Regions from separate parts of the Macaca mulatta genome. Here regions 2 and 3 are each linked to region 1. The links are chromatin contacts, called in public Hi-C maps. All regions are on one chromosome and are shown on one strand. The core of a region is the stretch at or near the end of the contact, and the rest is flanking DNA. Distances in the headings are between cores, read along the strand shown. Region 1 holds the start of SCAF11 (SR-related CTD associated factor 11). Region 2 holds the start of SLC38A2 (solute carrier family 38 member 2). Region 3 holds the start of ARID2 (AT-rich interaction domain 2).

Region 1 (4,360 bases), core at 1,391-3,890:
AAAGATGAGTTTTGGGAATAGCAAGAAAATGATACTGGATATTTTAACTCTGGGCTCTACTCAGTATTACTTCTGAGTAATAGTATTACTAACAGTATTACTGCTCAGAAGCAAGACAAGGTGCAAGGCTATTAATTTATTTTGGGGGACAGACTATAATTAAAAATCTGGATTTTAAGTTTATTTCACTGGGCAAGGTAAACCTTGTCAAGGTACAATTTACATCATTAAAAGACAAGAGCAGGTGATAGCAGGGTTTGCTAAAGGGAAGTTACAATGAAAATTAATCTACAGTTGACTTCCCTTTTATTACTTTTATGCCTGCTACTCTCTTTAAGATGCTACGACTATCTCCGATAGTATACTTTAAAAGTTCAGTATTAAGTTGATGGGTAGTATAATACTGCACTTTCTGATTACTAAAAGATGTTATTGATGATGAATCAACAGTATCATGTAACTGCACTGATTCATCCTATCTCTGTGAATAAAAGCACAGGTTTTCAAGAAAACTGTCTAAGCCCTAGCTGGTGCCAAACGACGATAGGGAGCTAAGTAACTCCTGAAAAGTTTTGATCTTAACACACTGGCCCCATTACCACACGAAGGTATTAACAGAAAAAGTAAAAAAACTCTCCGTAATATATCCTCCATGACATGTTTTCAGGCAACATATTTAGAAACTTTAAATTTTCTTCTACAGTTTTCTTCCCCTTTATACTGAAGAATGTCTTTAAAGCATGAGTATACTTACAGTAAGCAAACATTCAAATTTTACCCCAATGAAATCTTAAAATGTACTCAAACCCTCAGGCAAAAAGTTCACTATCTGAATGTGAAAAACTGAATGACTGTTAAAAGATTTGCAAGCACCAAAAAATACTTTGCAAGCACCAAAAAATACAGCTAAAATACAGCTACCCTAAGAACTACTATTTTTAAAAAACTCACATTGCATAAAAAATGTAAATTCAGATTATCCGATAGGATAATATAGAACACAAGAAATCCAAAGACAGTTTCAAGATTTCATTTCTCTTGCCCACCGAGTTAAAACAACAAAAACAAAAGGCCCATGAACTTTTTTCTTGCATCTTTTGACCAAAATAGTGAGATGATCAAGCCAACTGCCAAAGAAACAGGAAAGAGAAAGCAATTGTTTAGAAACAGACTTGATTACACGTCAAAATTTTAATACAATTACTAATAAAATACAAAAACCGTTATTTTAAAATGTACTGCCCTGATATTCTGCTGCTGAGGCAGGTAGTGATATGTAGAAATTAATTTTTCTTTTTAAAATGAAAAAATGCATTTATTAATATGCTTTTCCCAAATTTCGGGGGTAATTCCCAAAGCGGAGAAAATGTAACATCAGCATCTACTACACAAAGCATTAAAAACATTTTTCAGCAGTTTTGCTTACGTATCTTAGGTCAGTGGTAGCATGTTAGCCAAAATGTAACCCAAAATGAATGAACAACAGTCATTCACTGTACGTAATACAGGTAGACACTGTATGTAATACAGTACGGAAATATATTGAAGGTATTTCAAAATTCAATATTTGAATCTGTGAATGTCTAAATCTAGTACTCTAAATCGAGCGTCTACTTTTGAAACAATACTCCAAAATACGTGTTGGTGGCAAGACCGCCAGCCATCTGTAAGAAATCTTTCTAATGGTTCAAAATTCCTAAGTCTGAGGAGGGGCGACCGATTAGGCTAAATTGATATCTCCCGGCCCCGTAGTTGTCAGCCCAGGTAGCGAATTTAAAACACTGGGGGTGGGTGAGTAGTTTGAAGTTCAGATCACGGAGTGAAAAAGGCTGATGCTTAGAAGCGCCGGCTCTTCCCCATTCGCGCACACGAGAGGTCACGGCGTAGTAAAGTTTGGTTTCACTAGCGGGCTTGGAGGCTCGCGACCAAAGTCTCCCAAGAAAAGCCCACCCCGCGGTCGGGAGCGCCCGGAAGCTCAGCAGGACACGTTTCCACCGCAGGGAGGAGGGCGTCTGCGGCGGTTCTGGCGTGGAGCCCCTTGTCCCCCCGTAGGACCCTGCACTCGGGCGGGGACGGGCTTCGCCGGCTAAGGCGGCGGGAGGCGCGTAGGCCACAAGGAGGAAATGGGACGGAGTGCGACAGAGAGGCGGCGGCGGCCCAGGGTCGGGTCGGGCCGGGCCTCCCTCGCGGGGCAGCGAGAGGGAAAGCGGCCCTCCCGGCCGCAGCCTCCCCCACCTCGAGAGGCAGCTCCAACTTTCCTCCCAGCGCACGACGTCGCACGGGCCGCGCGAGATTCCGAAACTTTGTCAGCCCTCCCGTCGCCCTAGGCCCGCTCCAGCGCTCTGCGCCGGCCGCTAACCCTCGTCTAGCCCAGACAGCTGCCCAAGCCCATCCACCCCGCGGGTCGACCAGTGTTTACCTCAGGCCGAGGTCGAGGCGCTCGGTCTGGCCGCGGCCACACAGCAGGTTCCCAGGTCCCAGTCACTCCGCCAACAAGTTCCCCAACATGGACTCCTTCGTCCGCTTTGTGGTGTTATAGGATCTCTGGGACACTGACTCCGCTGGCTCGGTCCGGAGGCGGCGGCGAAGCAGGGAGCGACCCGGGTTGCGCTGCTCCGCGCGACTTGCGCCACCGCTACTCCCCCTTCCCCCGCCTTGTCTAGCCTCCTCCCTCCCCTCCCCTCCCCTCCCCGCGCGTCTCCCTCCTCCTCCCTTCCCTCGCTCGCTTGGCTCACTGTCGGCGCGCTAAGGTGACGACGGCGGCTGCCGGACTCGCCGCGCTCGGCCTACTCTCTCGCTCTGGCCCTGAGTGCATGTTCGCAGTGCCCAGCCGGGCCGCAGGGGGGCGCTGGCAAACTGCTGTTTGCGACCGAGAAGCGTGGTGGGTGGAGTCACGTCGCGCGGCCTGTGAGCGGGAGGAAGGGCAGCTGCGATGGAGGGGCCTTCTGGGAAACGTCCTTCCTGCCCCGCCTTTCGCCAACGCTGCGGATGGTGCGCCTGCGCAGCGCGTGGACTTTGGCCTCAGCGCTCCTTTGGCAGTTTTACAGGCTGCGTCGCGGAGAACAATGAAAGAGGCTTTAAGGTGACTGGACAGGAAGGATTTTGCTCAGGGTGTGTTCCTCTATCTTTATGGTAATCTGATATTGAAAAGAGTGTTCGTATGTTTGCGGTGGATTGAGTGTTCACCTGGCGGCGCTGCCCACCTGAAATGCAGCCAGTGGGGTGAAGAGTAGGTAACTTAGAAGCCCACTTTTCCTCCTTTCTGGTGGGCATTTTTTTAGATGCCGGAGGGAGAGCTTTCCCCTCTGACTCCCCGAGCCTAGGGGCTTTCCCCTGTCTTAACCCCACATCACAAAATTAAATTTGGACCAGGTGCGCGGTCTTTTATGCCGGTAATCCCAGCACTTTGGGAGGCCGAGGCTGACGGATCCCTTGAGCCCAGGAGTTCGAGACCAGCTTCAGCAACGTATTAAGGCCTCGTTCGGGAGGTTGAGGTGGGAGAATCGCTTGAACTCGGGAGGCTGAGGTTGCAGTGAGCCGAGATCGTTCCACTGCACTCCAGCCTGGGCGACAGAGCGAGACCCTGTCTCAAGCAACAACAACAAAAACTTTATCATGATTTACTTTAAAGACCTCCACGTTGTGGTTAGTGACGTGTGTGCCAGCCTCCACTTTTTTCCTCGGCGGGTTGTTAAATGTTTTGTTTTACCTCGGAAGTATTTTGACTTTTTCAAAGCCAGTGACTCTTTAACCTCCTAGTTTCTCTTGTCGATTGCAGCAAGCTTCCAGTTGCTCTGTCCGCCCTCAGTGTCCCCCATCTACCAGCTGACCTTCCAGTCCTCCCACCCACGCCCTTGTCCTGCTTGCGGCTTCCGCAGGACTAAGCTCTGCTCCCTGCGCGCGGATCACCCAGGTCCCAGTCGCTTTCAGCCGCGCGTTCACACCTTTTCCTGTCGCCTGCCCCCGTTCTGTCCGCGCGCGCTGCGCTCTCCCAGCCACGCTGACGCCTGCCCGGGATGAGTTTCCTCCCCACTTTGTCGCGGCCCTGCCTACCGGCCGCTTCGCTGCCGCCTTCCCGCATTCTCGCAGACTACGTTGCCGCATCCCCTGCTCCCGCCCTGAGGACGTCGCTTTTCTGGCACTCTCATCGTGTGCATTCTGTTGAGTCTGCTCACTGTCTCACACTGTGAGAATTGGGACAGTGTCTTATCACTTTCATAACAGCGTCTGGCACTTGCTGAAGGAACACATGAATGGCAGCCTTGTCGCTGTCAAAGTCTTTGGAGTTTTTCAGTGTACTGTTTTTGATATGGGGTTAGGGAATTTAGATGGCTTTACTGTATTTGGGATATTTGAGGGA
Region 2 (4,360 bases), core at 839-3,338, 390 kb after region 1:
GCCACTGACAGACAAATTATTATTTTTAACTTACAAATTCTGTTTCATACTTCTTCTTCCCCATATTCGATTCAAGTAAAAAGTTCTGGTTTTCAGGATCTACATCTGCATAATGGCTACAAAAAATACAGACATATATAATTGTAAACTGGATTGAAATATCTATCACTACACACAAGACTGCTTGAACATAAAACACCCCCCACCAGCATAGTTCTGATACAACACCTTTACTTAAATGTATAAATATTAACTAGGAGTTGACTTTCACACCACGAGCTATCTTGTCATTACAACAAGATAATCGGATACTCTTCCAGAGATGACACACATTCTCTAAATGCTATAGCGAATTAAAGCAATGGAAGCAAATTCCTAGGTAACTCCCTGAACCCAACCCATGCAAGCCGTTTTTTCAGAAGTGTCACAACTTCTCCCACCTTTTCAGAGCAGCTTGCTTGGTGGGGTAGGAGTAGTTGAAGTCGCTGTTCGAACTGTAGCTGCTGCTGTCTTCATCCGGGGAAATATTGAACCGTCCCATTTCGGCCTTCTTCATGCTAAGCACTGGGAGGAATCGGATGCAGCTAGCAGCGCTGGGCTCCTTTTGTCCTTGGCGGTGGGTGCACCGGCCGCGAGTCGGCCTGCGAAAGTAGAGGCGGCGCGTCAGGACTGCAGCGCCCGCCCGCCGTGGTCAGGTGACGCCGCCGGGAGGCGCAGCGCGGCTGATTCATCCCAGGCCAGGCGAGTGGAAAAGTACCAGCCGCGCGCGAGGGGCGGGGGCGCGCCAAGGGGCGGAAAAGTACAGACGGCTGAGCCGCTGAGAACAAAGATGATTCCACCGCTGTGCTGCGGCCGCCGAGGCCCCCTACTCCGGCAGATTTCAGTATTTCACCCTCTCTATTGTCCCCAGTCGGAGTGGAGGGGGCGAAGAGGGCTCTGTTTTGCTTTTTCCCAGGCGCTGCAAACGTGCACAGGCACTCAGGGCACACATGCAGCCCCGACCCTGGCTCGTGTGCATGCAACCTAGGCGCATGGCTTCCCGTTTCTAGCATTTGGAACAGCAATGCTGCGTAATCTGTCCTTTACTGCCTGGAGTCCCCACACCGGGAAATGCCTCTGCCGCACACAGCCTTCCCCAGAAGGAGGCGGAAAGGGCCGACACTACTCTCTCGAGGGGGGCGAACGCCTGGGCCCCGGGAGCTGGGGGTTTATTTACACACGCGCGCGCCAGTGCCCTCAAGCACACCCGTCCACAAGCAGCTGGCCCGCGAGTGCTTCGCCCGCCCAGCCCCTCCTATGTCTGGAAAGCAAACTGATGCAATATCGATCGTCGATATTGTCAAATGTTCTCAACTTGTCTTCCCCAATCTTGGCCTCTCCTATAATACATACCCAAGCCCACCTCCGCCGCCCCCAGATTCCTGGTTCCCTGGACTTAATTTTTTTTTTTTTTTATTAAATGCAAATCAGTCACAAGACTTGCCGCAGCAGAGCCGCGGGCCAGGCTGGCTCCCCTCCCCCTAATGGGAAGATGCGGCTCCGCACCGGGCAGGCACGCGGCCCGGGCCCAGCGCCTGCTCTCCTGCCCACGTCGCGGGCGCGACCCCTGCGCGGCGGGCCAGGATGGAAGGCTGGCCAGGCCAACCGACAACGCCCGCCTCGAAAGGAAACGGACCCCGCGGTCGCCTTCCCGCGCGGCCCCTCCCGGAAGCCCCTCCCCCACTCTCGCCCGGGTCCCGCGCCCTCCCCACAGACACCCCCCCGCACGCGTTACCTCGGTGGTCTCTGTTCTTGTACCCTGGAAACCTCACGCAGACGTCTTCAGTGGGTTTCTCTCAGTCAAATACAAATCATAAAAAACAAACAAAAAATTTCCCCAAATCCAACAACAGGCAGGAAAAATAATTTTAATAAAAAAGGAAATGACAAACTGCCGCCCCAATCCTCCGGCGTCCGCCGTGTCAAAGGAAAGGCGCGAGTGTGCGGTAACGCGTGGTTGGGCTGCTGCTGCTGATAGCAGTACTGGAAAGGCGTTCACTAGGGCGGCGGCGTCGCGGGGCTCTGTAGCAGCCCTTTGAGCGGCGGGTTATAGCGGCACCCCGGGACGCGTCAGTGGGCGGGGCCGCGGCCGCCCGGGCGCCTTCTCTTTGTGTATCAACACCACCTGGGCCCCACCTCCGACCCGCCCAGCCCGAGGCCCCGCCTCCCTGCACCTCCCTCTGCGGCCCGCGCCCGCGGCCCAGCCCCGCCCGAGGGCGCCCCCAAGACTCTCCCGCAAAGCCAAAGCCCACTCTCTCCAGCTTCCTAGATAGTCTGGAAAGACCCCCAGATGCTGCCGCTGCCTATCCTTTTCAACCCGGGTTGGTGCTCAACACATGCGGTTGTCTTTGAGGAGCCATCTCCTTAAAATTTTCTCCTGTCCGATTCACCAGCAGTCCTTGTTTTGGGGGCACATATCAAGGCTTTTCGGGGACACCACCCTCCCACCAAACACTTTCTTGATTGTTATTTTTGTGATTTACAATGAGGTTTTGTCTCACAAACTTGGGCCAAGACAGCAACGTTGTCCTGATGGTTTGTTGTTGTTTCTTTTCCACCTAGACCTGCTTTCACTCTTCAAAACTAGCCCGAGGTCGGCTAGCAGCTCCTTTTCGGGATGACCTTTTTGTACGGCCATGGAAAACCAGACTAGCGGAAAGGCTACCTTTTGGCCAGCAAGCCAGACCCCTTAGAAGGAGGCTCCAGTAGGGAGCCCGGCGCTCCTAAGGCTGCTTGGGAGTCCCCAGTTTTCCATTCGCTGACACGTCGCTTCTCTTATCCCATCACCACCGCCCCCTGCAAGGGCACTGCCTTGTATGAATGCGGGTCTGAGGCGCTTTCTGCAGAGCCTGGTCCTTTCCCTTCAATGGTGATGTGGTCTTGCTGAGCCAGGCAACTAGGGGGGCCCCTTCACTGTGGAGAAAGTGGTGCTGCGGGAAAGGCAAGACTCACTCCCTTGCTGGAAACAAAGACCCCTTAGGAGAGAGAAATGTTCGTGGAATGAATGAACAAACAAGTTTGACCTACTGCTCTCTTCCTTATGGGGACGTGGGAGAAACTGGGCAGGGCACAAAGCAAAGGGCTGGGTGTGATCACAATTTTTGCTTTCAATATTTTACTGAGGAAATCTGTACAACTGCCTATTTCCGCCGCACATGAGGCTTCGGGTGCCCTCGCCTGCACCAGTGTTTATGATTGACAAGCGAGGGCCCGATTTCCCCCATCACACTCCTGTGTTCCCTACCCCAAACCTTCTAACCTTCTACTCCGCTCAGGCCAGTCTTTTTTTTTTTTTTTTTTTTTTTTTTTTTTTTTTTTTTTTTTTTTATGAGACAGAGTTTCGCTCTTTTTGCCCAGGCTGGAGTGCAATGGCGCGATCTCGGCTCACCGCAACCTCCGCCTCCCGGGTTCAAGTGATTCTCCTGCCTCAGCCTCCCGAGTAGCTGGGATTACAGGCATGTGCCACCACCCCGGCTAATTTTGTATTTTTAGTAGAGACGGGGTTTCTCCATGTTGGTCAGGCTGAAATAATAGCCATTCTTGCTTTGGTGGCCAACCTCCTCTCACCCCCTTAAATGCCGCTATCGCACAAGGCTTAGCCTTTGAGCCGCAGGAAAGCACCCCGCATGCCCCATAGCGTCCCTCCCTACTCTGTCCTCTTTTTGCAGGTACTATTTTCTAAAACAATATGGTGATGGACTTTTAAAAACCCATGCTGTCATGCACTCAAAATCATTCCAGACTATTTGTAGTATCATCTGCCCAAAGAGATTGTGAACTCCCCAAGGGCAGGTTTGGAATTTGACACACAATTAGGGCTGAAAAAACTATCTTCCTTCAACATACATTCCCCACTAAAATCAATCAACTCTTCTTGTCACAACAATCTTGGTAGTGGTAGGTTAGAGAGGAGTCCCAGGAAGTTTCTTTAGATCAGGTTTCAACTGATAACAATCAAAAGGTCTTAAACCACTTTTTCATTCCAGATGAATCTCTGGTCGTTTCCTCTGCCCAGTTAGAGGTGCTAAGGAGGCCCTCAGGGTTGGTAGTTATGGGTGGCAAGTTGCACTATAAGTAAATCTCATGTCCTTTGGACTTTTTGGTGGTTCGTATTGCAACACATATTTAGGAGAAGCACAATACCTGTACAGCTGAGGGCAAAGTGGTGGGAGGGGCAGGAGGGGCTGCAGTAATGATCTGGTCTCTGTGATCAGAACTTGAACAGTAAATGACAAAAAAAGAAGAGGGGGTAAACTTCCATGTTTTTATTGACAGTTTGATTTGTCTTTCCGAGGGCCAAACTGAGGCACGCCTGCTAACT
Region 3 (4,360 bases), core at 573-3,072, 280 kb before region 1:
GGGAGCGTGGAAGAGCAACCAAAGCCACTAAGGCGCCGCGGCAAGTCCCCGGAGCAGTCACCTCAGCTTTCCGTTCTCCCTCTAGTTATTCCCCACAGGCTTCTGGCGCTTCCTTCGAGAAAATGAAAAACTAAAAACGCGTAGAGGTGGAAGTCGTTGGCATTTTCCGTTTAATGTGATCCCCCAGGCTCCATCCCTTAAGTGGGGTTTCCAAACTCGGATGCATCCTCAGCAGAGGTTTTCCGTGTTGACAGATCTCTCACCTCCCACAAAATGGGGCCGGGGAGGCGGACGCTGTCTCCTCTATGGGCGCCGCCATTTTGTGAGGCGGCGGCGGCGCGGCGGCAGGAGCCCGGGGTGTGTATAATGGTTGAATAGAATGACCCCCCTCTAGGGAATCCCCGGCACTGACGGTTACGTAAGGGGCTGTGCGCAAGTGCGGCGTTTAGGGAATCCGCACAGCCCGGGCCACGCAGCTCCGAGCCCACATCTCCACTCCCCCTAAGAGGACGGGTGGGGGAAGGGACAGCTGGCCGAGTGTTCCTAACAGCAGTCTCACCCCTAGTCTCCCGCGGCCGCCGAGCTTCTCCACCTCCCCGAGCCGGGTCTCCGCCCCTCACAGGCTTCCGAGACACTCACTGGCCCTGGGGTGTCAGGAACTTCCTAGCCACAACCTTATTCCGACCCCACTTAAGAGACAAACTTTAGTTGGGAAATAAGTCCGTTTCCTAGAGTGAGCACCGGAAGCACGCTGCACTATATTACATAATTTTTCACCTCCAAAGCAATGTTCCCATTGGAACGACTACCTGAAATAACCCATCCAGACCCTTACTACCCTGTGACCTTGCGTTAGGCAGTGACTTTGCCCGTGGTGGCCGTCACTAAAATGGGAATAATAATACGCTTCACGTACTGTAATCTTAACATTTGTAGCAAAAAGCCGGCTCCAACACCCTTCGTAAATGCAAATTTAGGTGGTAGTATTTGTTGAGATGTTTTGACTATCATTTAAACAAAGGGTTTTTTTAACTTTCAAAAATATTTTAAACAAGGATTACATTTAAGACATTTGAAAGCAAGGAAAAATGTTTTATTCGATATTTATTTTAAATGCAGCAATCTTGAAGAGACCTTACTATAAAAATGTAAACGTTAATTATTGTCGAAGTTCGACAGATTGCTTCCCAACCAGTTTAGTTAGCTTGCATAACTTTGGTCATAGAATAATCCAGTTTGATATGTGAAGCCAACCAGCGGCAAGATGTATTAACAGCATTACTCTATTTCCACAGAACTAGGACAGACAGTTCACAATGTATTTAACGTATAGTTTGCTAAAGTTAGCGTGTGGATAATTCATAGAAAATGTGCTAACCAGGCCCCAAAATACTAGCATAAGGCTCATAAAAGCCGATTCCTTTAGACTTTACAAAAAGAGAAGGTAACACATTGACTTTATTCCGATCTGTGAATGTTGCGTAGCGTGAGTAGCTGCCCCGGTGAGCTTCCTTTCCCTTCAGAGCGCCACACCGGTTCTATCGGGCGGGCGGGGACTCCGAGGCGGCCCTTCTAACAGCCGGGCCGGGGACGCGAACATCGCCTCCACCCCTAACCCTGGAACAACCGGTAGTGGCCGTTTCCCCGCGCCGCCCCCCTTTCCGCCGGCTTTGTGTGTGTGTGTGAAATGTGCGGCACATTGCAGACGAACCCTAAGCCCGGCGAGCCGAGTCTATTGTTCCCCGCGAGGAGCTGCCGGGGCGGTGTGGAGCCAGGCGCAGTGCCGCGGCCGGCCCTCGGGGGTCGCTGTGTGGCACTGGCTGCCGGGCCGTGGCGGCGGCGCTGGCGGCGGCAGAGAGGGAGGCTGGCGGGGAGGGAAGCAGGCGGGCGGCGCGCAGCGGCTCAGCTGCCGCCGGTGCTTCTGCCTGGGGACGCCCCGGCCTCCGCGGCCGAGGCCGCGCGTAAATGTGTGCGAGGGCCCCGCGGAGCCGGGGCCGAAATACACGCTGTCACCCCGCTTTCCACAAACCACCACACAGACCTCCCCCTCCCCACCCCCAGCCCCGCCTGCCCCAGCCCCGCCGCCGCCGCCGCCGAAACTCTTGGGCCTCCGGCAGCCCAGACCCCTCACCATCAGCTCGCCTTGCCCCTCGCCCGCTCGCGCGCCCCCGGCAGCAGCACCATGTTGAATCGCGTCCCCGGGCTGAGCCGCCTCAGCCGGCGGCGCTGAGAGGCGGGCGAGAGCCGGGCCACGGGGAGGGAGGGAGGGAAGGAAGGGGTGGGGGCCGCGCTCGCCCCGCGGCTTCGCGCGGATCCGGCAGTCGCCTGCCCCTCTAGTTTCGCTCCGATTTCTTTAAACTTTTTTAGAAATTCCCCTCCCTCCTTCCCTCCTCTCCCCCTGGCCTCCTGCTCCCTCCTTCCCCTCCTCCTCCTCCTCCTCCCCCTCCCTCCCTCCCTCCCTGCGCCGCCGCCGCCGCCGCCGCCGCCGCCGCCGCCGCCACCGCCGGCCCATGACTGAGCCCCGCCGCCGCCGGCCGAGGAATGGGCTCCGGGCTCTGGTAGGAAGCGCTGGGAGCGGGGGGCGCTTTTAAAACACCGATCTGGGTTTTTTAAAAACCTCCTTTGAAAAAATAATGGCAAACTCGACGGGGAAGGCGCCTCCGGACGAGCGGAGAAAGGGACTCGCTTTCCTGGACGAGCTGCGGCAGTTCCACCACAGCAGAGGGTGAGAGCAGAACCGGGGGGGCAGCGCCGGGGCGAGCCGGGGCGAACGGGGCTCTCCCGCCCGGGCCGGGCACGGGGTCCCGGCTGACAAGTGCGGGGCTTTCTCTCTCCCGCAGGTCGCCTTTTAAAAAAATCCCTGCGGTGGGTGGGAAGGAGCTGGATCTTCACGGTCTCTACACCAGAGTCACTACTTTAGGCGGATTCGCGAAGGTGAGTGGAAGTTTTAATTTGTATTTCCCTCTCGCTGGCCTCCTCCAAAAAGTCTCCTTTGACCCCGGAGTGGGCGCTTGGGGCTGGGGGGGTGGCCCGCAGGGGCAAAAGGCGTTCTTTTCGCTCCCAGCCGGTGGCACGGAGGCGGACGGCGGCGGGGCTGTTTTTGGCCTGGTGGCTCGCGTGCGCGCGGCGGGCGCGGGGCTCCGGCGGGCGGGCGGCCCGGCGCCGGCTCGCGCCCTGCCCGGTGCCCGGTCGGGCCGGCAGGGTCTGAGCGCCGTGGCGGGGAGTGCGGGCGTGCGGGGCGCCAGCCTGAGCCCCGCGCCCGCCCCGCGCCCGCGCCGCCCGCCCGCTCGCTCGCGAGTCAGCTCTGCCGCCGCTGCCGCTCTAGCACAGGCGGAGACACAGAGACACACAGACTCTGAGAGCAGTTTTCGTGCAACTCAAAATTAGCGCGGGCAGGTTTAACATCGATAATCGGCTGCGAAATGATCCCGGCAGCCGGGGGCACAGCCTCGGCCCCGTCGCCCTCGGTTTATACAGCTAACAAAAGAAACCAGGACCTGTCTCCAAATAGCCATCTTAGGCTTCAAGGCTAGGCAGAAGCTGTAGGCCTCAAAGAAGGGCCTATGGAGATGGATAGATCTGGGAGAGGGATCGGAATCGGCCCTGGCCCTGGCCCCCCCAGAACCCGCGGACGTCGCTGTCCGGAACTGTATTGATCCTTTTGAACTTTTTTTTTTTTTTTTTTTTTTTTTTTTTTTTTTTTTAAGTGTAAACGGACCGCGTTGAGATTTAAAAGGGGGCGACAGAGGGACTTGCGATTGGTTATTGTCCGGGCTTCAAAAACAAAACAAACCCACCAACCCCCCCCATCCAAACAAAACAAGTGGTATTAAATACAGGGCTCTCTGGTGAAAACACAGTGATTCAAGAAGCCCTTGCTTAGGAACTCTTACCGATCGATCCGAAACACCCACTGATGCCTTAGGTATCTACAGATCTCTGTAGAATGGGTATTTATTTCATAGTTAGGTTAAGATTTTCTTAGATTGTTCACTTTCAGACAAGCGTGCCTGTGTTTTACCAGGTTTCTGAGAAGAATCAGTGGGGAGAAATTGTTGAAGAGTTCAACTTTCCCAGAAGTTGTTCTAACGCTGCCTTTGCTTTAAAACAGTATTACTTGCGGTGAGTAGTAGTGACTTTTCCATAGTATTTGGAAATAAGGGACTTATGGAGAGATTTGTTTTTAGCAAAACCAAAAGCAAACCTTGCACACCAAACAGTTCTTAAGCTCTTGTTCATTTCAGACTGAGACAAATTTAATATAAATAAAGTGAGATTGTAGGAAGGTGAAAGTTTTCCTCACTAATTTCAGGATCGTTTACGTTTTTCATACAAAATCATTACAGGTGACACCCTAGCC

What was found. A called contact is a pair of places that touch in the nucleus more often than the background predicts.
Region 2: a contact with region 1 is called in a Hi-C map of fetal cortex germinal zone, with 2.7 times the contacts expected there. The contact joins the promoter of SLC38A2 here to the promoter of SCAF11 in region 1. A contact is called at or near these places in 2 of 14 Hi-C or Micro-C datasets (fetal cortex germinal zone and fetal cortical plate).
Region 3: a Hi-C map of liver shows a contact between it and region 1, with 3 times the contacts expected there. The contact joins the promoter of ARID2 here to the promoter of SCAF11 in region 1. A contact is called at or near these places in 3 of 14 Hi-C or Micro-C datasets (fetal cortex germinal zone, fetal cortical plate and liver).

What each region holds. Positions count from the first base shown.
Region 1 is chr11:53,053,814-53,058,173 of T2T-MMU8v2.0, forward strand. SCAF11 (SR-related CTD associated factor 11) reads right to left here and starts at 2,641. Exons shown (of 15, transcript XM_077953930.1): 1 at 2,420-2,641. It also overlaps LOC107000840.
Region 2 is chr11:53,440,822-53,445,181 of T2T-MMU8v2.0, forward strand. It overlaps SLC38A2 (solute carrier family 38 member 2), which reads right to left and starts at 2,089. Exons shown (of 16, transcript NM_001257811.1): 1 at 1,775-2,089; 2 at 441-641; 3 at 35-116. The coding sequence starts at 556.
Region 3 is chr11:52,775,066-52,779,425 of T2T-MMU8v2.0, forward strand. ARID2 (AT-rich interaction domain 2) reads left to right here and starts at 1,823. Exons shown (of 21, transcript XM_028829418.2): 1 at 1,823-2,725; 2 at 2,841-2,934; 3 at 4,025-4,122. The coding sequence starts at 2,634.